Regions from separate parts of the Sus scrofa genome. Here region 2 is linked to region 1. Evidence: chromatin contacts called from public HiChIP or PLAC-seq data. All regions are on one chromosome and are shown on one strand. Each heading gives the region's core, a stretch centred on a gene start, on an enhancer-like site or on the middle of the called end of the contact. The rest is flanking DNA. Distances are from core to core; before and after follow the strand shown.

What was found. HiChIP or PLAC-seq counts read pairs in DNA pulled down with a chosen protein or histone mark.
Region 2: a contact with region 1 is called in an H3K27ac HiChIP or PLAC-seq map of alveolar macrophages. The contact joins two enhancer-like sites. A contact is called at or near these places in 1 of 47 Hi-C or Micro-C datasets (embryonic fibroblasts) and 1 of 2 datasets of contacts at active chromatin or transcription factors (alveolar macrophages).

Annotation. Positions count from the first base shown.
Region 1 is chr3:41,932,358-41,935,601 of Sscrofa11.1, reverse strand. No RefSeq gene overlaps it. Among named protein-coding and RNA genes, the nearest start is that of ZNF484, 15 kb to the right of the region's middle. Within about 2 kb of position 1,806, at least 1 of the 83 cell types and tissues checked has an H3K27ac peak or open chromatin away from gene starts, as enhancers often do. A contact at or near this core is called in alveolar macrophages, where this site is marked.
Region 2 is chr3:42,352,037-42,355,280 of Sscrofa11.1, reverse strand. It overlaps IPPK (inositol-pentakisphosphate 2-kinase), which reads left to right. Exons shown (of 13, transcript XR_002342483.1): 4 at 1,560-1,626. Among named protein-coding and RNA genes, the nearest start is that of IPPK, 15 kb to the left of the region's middle. Within about 2 kb of position 1,565, at least 4 of the 83 cell types and tissues checked have an H3K27ac peak or open chromatin away from gene starts, as enhancers often do. A contact at or near this core is called in alveolar macrophages, where this site is marked.

The sequences.
Region 1 (3,244 bases), core at 557-3,056:
ATGTTGCAACAGAAGAAAGGGTGGGGGAAAAATGTAATTGTAATATATACATGTAAAGATAACTTGATCCCCTTGCTGTACAGTGGGAAAATAAAATAAAATAAAATAAAGCAGCTATGTCACTTCAAGATAATAATAAAAAAATAGCATCAGCTAATTTTTATTTTTATTTATTTTTTCATATATTTTGCTTTTTAGGGCCACACCTGTGGCATGTGGAGGTTCCCAGGCTAGGGGTCTAATTGGAGTACAGCTGCCAGCCTACACCACAGCCACAGCAATGCAGGATCCAAGGTGCATCCGCAACGTACACCACAGCTCAGGGCAACGCTGGATCCTTAACCCACTGAACAAGGCCAGGGATTGACCCTGCATCCTCATGGATGCTAGTTGGGTTCGTTACTGCTGAACCACGACAGGAATTCCATCATTAGCTATGGAATTGGCATAAAGATAACAGATTAGGGCAGACTAGAAAATCCAGAAATAGGTCTACACATATTATTAATTGATTTTTTTTTATGATGCCAAGGATGTCCATGGGAAAAGAATAATCTTTTCCCCAAAACATTGCTGAAACAAGTGAATTATCATAGTCATATACTCACACAAACCTTGATTAACACCTCTCCATATGCAGAAGGACTCAAAGTATATCAAAATATATAATATAGCAAAAGATATGTATTTCCACCACAATGCAAGTGTATATATTTAACAGATCTAAATGTGAGAGCTTAAATTATAAAATTTATCAAAGAAAAGAAGATACTTTTAGTAACCTGTGGTAGGCGGAATAGTCCCTCAAAGATGCCCATACCTTAATCTCTGTAAATATATTACATGCTGAGATCACATCTCTGCAGATGTGATTAATGTTATAGGGTTTAAAGTTTAAAGACATTATCCTGGTTTATCTGGGTGGGCCCAGTCTAATCACAGGAGCCTTTAAAAGAAGAGAACTTCCTCTGGCTGGAAGCAAGACAAATTGGCAGAAGAAGGAGTAGTTTCCAAACTTGAGGATCTGCTGTGCTGTCGCTGGTTCTATGATGTGATGGCCCATGTGGAAGAGGTAGAAATAGGCCTCTAGGAGCTAAGGTTAACCCCAGATGATAGCAAAGAAACAGCTCAGTACTATAGCCAAAGGAAACTAGAATCTGCCAGTAGCCTGACTGACTTTAGAAATGGGTTCTTCCCAGAAGGTCCTGATAAGAACCAAGGCCATCAACACCTTCACTTTGGCCTTGTGAGACTCAGCAAAGAAATCATAAAAATCCACCAGACTTCAGGCCTACCAACCTCTGTGAAGTAGTAAATTTGTGTTGTTTTAACCTTCTAAGTTTGTGATAATTTATTAGAGCGCAGTATATATACTCTGAGCTAGGCAAAGATTTCACAAATAGGTTATAAAAGCACAAACTATAAAAGAAAATGTAAGTAAATTGGGCTTGGAAAACTGAAGACTGCGTCTTCAAAAGATACATACATAATGAAAAGGCAACCCACAGACTAAGAAGAAATATTTGGAAAACATACCTGGCAAAGGTATTAAGGATCTCTTACACCATAATAAGCACCCAGCTTTTTTTTTTTTCATTTGTCTAAAGATTTAAATAGACATTTCACCAAAGAAGGTATCCAAATGATAAGCACATGAAGAATTTTAGCATCATTAGTCATTAGGGAAGTGGAAATTAAAGCCACAATGAGAAGTACCCCTGTGGTGCAATGGGTTAAAGATCTGGCTTTGTCAGTATAATAGCTTGGGTCACTGCTGTGGCGCAGATTGTCTCTGGTCAGGGAACTTCCACATGCTGTGGGTGCACAAAAAAAAAAAAAAAAGAAGCCACAATGAGAATATTTACACACCCCCTAGAATGACTAAAAGCTAAAAGTGTGATCATATGATGTGTTGGCAAGGATATAAAAGCAACTGGACCTCATACACTGCTGTTGAGAATGTAAAACAAGACCATTGATTTGGAAAAGTTTTAGAAGGTTCTTTAAGAAACCTAGACTTCAGGTCCATACAAGATGGCATAGACCTGTTTTTCTTGCTCCCATAGATAAGAACAACTATAATCCATGGAAATAACTAAACATGCAACCAAAGAAGACCTCTTAAAGGTGCTAAGAGGAAGGTGAACTGGTTTGGAATGCCATGACTGGGAGAACAACACAGTGGTAGGATGTCTTAAATTTCCCCACCCAACTAAAGAGTCACCCAAACTAGCAACAGAAGAGAGATAAGGTAGTTCATTGCTCCCTCTGATCAAACAGAAATCCCTCAAACTACACCAGGCAAATCCAGTACCATCAACAAGGAGACACCAATAAAGAGCACTAAACAATAAGCCCATCTAGCACCCAGAGACCTGGTGTTACAAGGGGTGAATGGTAGCGTGCATCCTGCCACAAACATGGATCCAAGGCAGCCTCTTGTCTTCATTGACTTGAGACTCCCCTCTCGTGCCCAAGAGGTGGCTAAGGTAACTGGGGAGGTGTGTGTGTGTGTGTGTGTGTGTGTGTGTGTGTGTGTGTGTGTGTGTGTAGGAATGTCTGTCCATAATAAGCATGTGGCCTGTAGTGCTCTCTTATCTCCAAAGATAGGGGAGCTCCCTCTATAAGCTCTGGGACAGGCAAGCAGCCTCTTTGTCCCTCAAGGCTAGAAAACCCTTTCTTCCAATGAGAGACCAAGCATCCCTGGCAGCACCATCCAGGACCAGTAGGAACCCCAGTGGCACAAGTTAAGCAGACCAAAATGACACCACAACGCTGCTAAAAGCTAATGTATCACTTGGAATCACTGTTCAAAAAAGGAGGTCAGGACCTGTTTAATAAACAGAATGGGTTCCCTCCTGCTAAAATGAAAGATTTAAATAAGAACCAAACCCTTCTAACAATAGAAAAATCACCCTTTAAGAACCAAGAAAATCACAACTTGAGTGAGAAGAATCAACTGACACCCAACACTGAATTTAAACAAATGTTGGAATTTTCTGACAAGAAAATCCTAAGGACTCCACCCAGAAACCGTTAGATCCAATCAATGAATTCAGTAAAGTTACAGGATGCAAAATTAATATACATAAATTGGTAGCATTTCTACACACTAATGAACTATTCAGAAAAGAAAGAAACTGACCCCATTTACAACAGAATCAAAACCAATAAAATATTTAAGAATGAAAGCTTGCAGGAGTTCCCATTGTGGCACAGCGGAAACGAATCCGGCTAGGAACGA
Region 2 (3,244 bases), core at 316-2,815, 420 kb before region 1:
CATCCTGGGGGCTAGCACCCCCCTAGTGAGGTCCCCACCTGTCCCATTGAATTGTGAGATCCTGGAACCCACTGGCTGTGAGAGTCTGAATCTCTGAGCTGTCTGTGTGGCACCTCCTTTTGGCCTAGACAGTGTCTGAGTGAAAGCAGGTGTGCCGGCCCCTAGCTTCCTTCCTGGGGAGGGAGCACTCTTGTCTGGCCACCTAGGAGTGTCGCTCTGTCTCACAGCTCGGGGGCTCTAGACCTTACTTCCAGGAGGGGCCGGTGGCAGGTGGGAATAGCATCAGGATGTGCCCAGGGCCTGCTCTGGTCTGGGTTTGGGATCTCTTTGTCCACAGTGGACGGGGCTCTGGGCATGAGGGGTGAGCCCAGAGGTCACATTTCAGGAACATCCATCCTGTTGACGTGGCCCCCTCGCAGGAAGACACTGCCAGAGTCAAGCACAGCCTGCTTTCCTTCCAGTGGTTGTTGTGTCCAGGGACGTCTGCCACTCTGACCCAGCTCTGGTGCAGTGTGGGTTGCAGAGCACAGCTCTGGCCCGAACAAGACCATGTTCAGGCGGAGTCAGCGTATGTACACGATGCTGTTTTCTCTGACCCATGACACAAGCCAGGGTAAAATAGAGCCCAGGCAAGAGCTTCTCCCTGCTCTGTGTCCTGGGGCAAGATAAGGCTAGCCCAGCAGTGGTGAGAGAGCAAGGCTCAGATGACACACTCTTGTGTCCACGCTACCTCGGGCCCTGCCTGGCTGGTTTGGGGACTGGCCTGGTCCTGTCTTCCTGTGAGCCCGAGGTTAGGTGGCGCCGGGCAGGATGGAGAAGGTGGGCATGTAAGTGGGCAGGATCCCAGCCTTCTCATTCTTGGTAGGTCTCTTGTGTCCCCTGGGGATTTCTCAGGAAGTCAGTACTCTGCCACCCCGGCCACACGGGGATGGTGGTGAGCAATGTGGACTAAGTAGAAGCTCTTAGTTTGGGAGATTGCAAAGAAATGGTGAAGCAGAGAGAAGTTGCTCCTTTGCTTTTTGCCCAAATGCACCAGATGTTAGCCATCCTAAGTCCCATGGCCAGTGGGCGCACAGGACGTCTTCTTGGAGATTAATATTTAATCAGACCCCTTTCTTTGAGCTGGAGTGTAAGACACCTCAGGGTGGCTGGGGACAGCTGATGAGGAGCTTCGTGCAGGCTGAGAGCGGCCTTGGCCCCGGCTCTGCCATCCACAGACATGTGAGAATGAGGATGAGGGCATGGTGAAGACAGAGGAGGAGCCCTGTGAGGAGCACTCTGTGGACACTGACTGTGGGTGACACAGGGCACGCTGCTGGCCAGCCACTCCGAGGAGGGCTTGTTCCTCTTAGTGCACAGAAACCTTAGTGTGTCTGTCTAATATGGACATATCTTTAAAATAACAAAGCACCTTTTATCCCTAAACCCCACAGACTGAGTACTTTTAATGTGGTAACATAAAATTGACCTTTTTAACCATTTTTAAGTGTTCAATTCTGTGGCATTAGGTACGTTCAGATTGTTGTGCAACTCACACTGAGTATTTCTTATTCTTACAGGAAGTTGTTCAGCTGCCTTTAGATTTTGTGAAACAGCTTTGTTTAAAGATACAGTGTGAAAGGCCAGGTAAGAGTTTCTAACACCCCACTTGTAATGTGTTTGATGTGGTTGCTCAGGTTAGATAGGATACAGTTTTTGGTAGGTCTTTTGCCAGGATCTTCATTATCAGGGGTAGAAATCCTAGGAGCTCATGAATACAGTTCTGGGCATCAGATATGCAGATCACTCGGGGAATATCTGACTCAGAGTTAATTAATAAAAACACAAATGCATTTGGGAGCTGAGAGGAAGCTGAAAGAGTTGGGGGAGACATAGGGAAAGGAAGATGGGCTGGGCTGCACACGGGCCTGGAGGAGTCTGGAGGAAAGCCAAGTAGACTGAGCCACGGAGGTGGGCCAGGCCCTAGGGTCAGCAGTCCTGAAGACGTTCCCCAAGAAGCTGGCACCACCCAGCTGCTTATCCTCTTGCGGTAAGAGGGGAGACTCGGATTTTTGTACCTGTCCCTCTGCCCCCGCCGCCAGCTCACGTACTCCCGGCCATCACTGTATGTGCCTTGCACTCCCATACCTTCCCCCCAACAGCTCCCCTGCCTCCCATACCTCCCCATCACCTCCCAAACCTCCCCCATCACCTCCCAGGCTTTCCCCCATCACCTCCCAAACTTCCCCCATCACCTCCCATTCCCTCCCCCATCACCTCCCAAACTTCCCCCATTACCTCCCATTCCCTCCCTCATCACCTCCCAGACCTTCCTCCATCACCTCCAAACTCCTCCTCATCTCCTTATATACCTTCTCCCCATATCATCTCACATATTTTCCCCTCAATACCTCATGTACCTTCCCTGTACTTGCTTGTGACCATAATGACAGTAACCATGTCACAGTCTTTCCTTTCATAGAGACAAAGATGTAAAATCCATGTTGTTGAGGGACAAAATGTATCTTCTTCTAAAGCACAGCCAGGCAGGGCATGCAATGAGCCAGTATAAAAGTCCTTCCATATTTGATTAGGAAAGTGAAAGAAGACGACTGCACCCCAGAGTCCCTGTTTTGGGGAGCAGTGAGGAGCTGGGCCTCATGGGTGGAAAGGGCCGACAAGGGGGAAGGAGGCAGCAGCCTTGTTCAGAGCCTGAACTGTGTCTTGGCCCTGTTTTCTTCATCTAGACACAGACAGTCTGAACGTGCTGTGGTTCTGCGATTAGTTACTAATGTCTCTCAGCAGCATTAGTTTTATAATCAGCAGTTATATCATTTAATAGAATAGTCAGTCTTGTTTTGTGGAAGGAGGAAAGCTGGCTTCTCCTGGGACCTGGAGGCTGTCTCTTCTGTGACTGTTTACAGAACAGCTTCTGGCAGTCAGTCCCGAGGAAGTACTGGTATTTAAGTTTTCTGAGGAAGCTTCAAGAGGAAGGTAGTGTGCTGCCTCCTTCCTCTCTGAGCTCCTGATTTGAGGGAGTTTTAGAACTGGGGGGCAGTTCCTCAAATCACCCTCACTTCTGATGACAACATGTTTGGGGGTCCCCAAGACCAACCTCAAGTCTGATAATTTGCCAGAAGGCCCCGCAGAACTCACTGTCTTCTTCATTATTGTGGCTTATCCCAGGTAAGGGTCACAGGTGAAAGCCAGCTGAAGGAAGAGGTGTCAGGGTTGTGTTGGGGATGGGGCTCATATGCATAGCTGA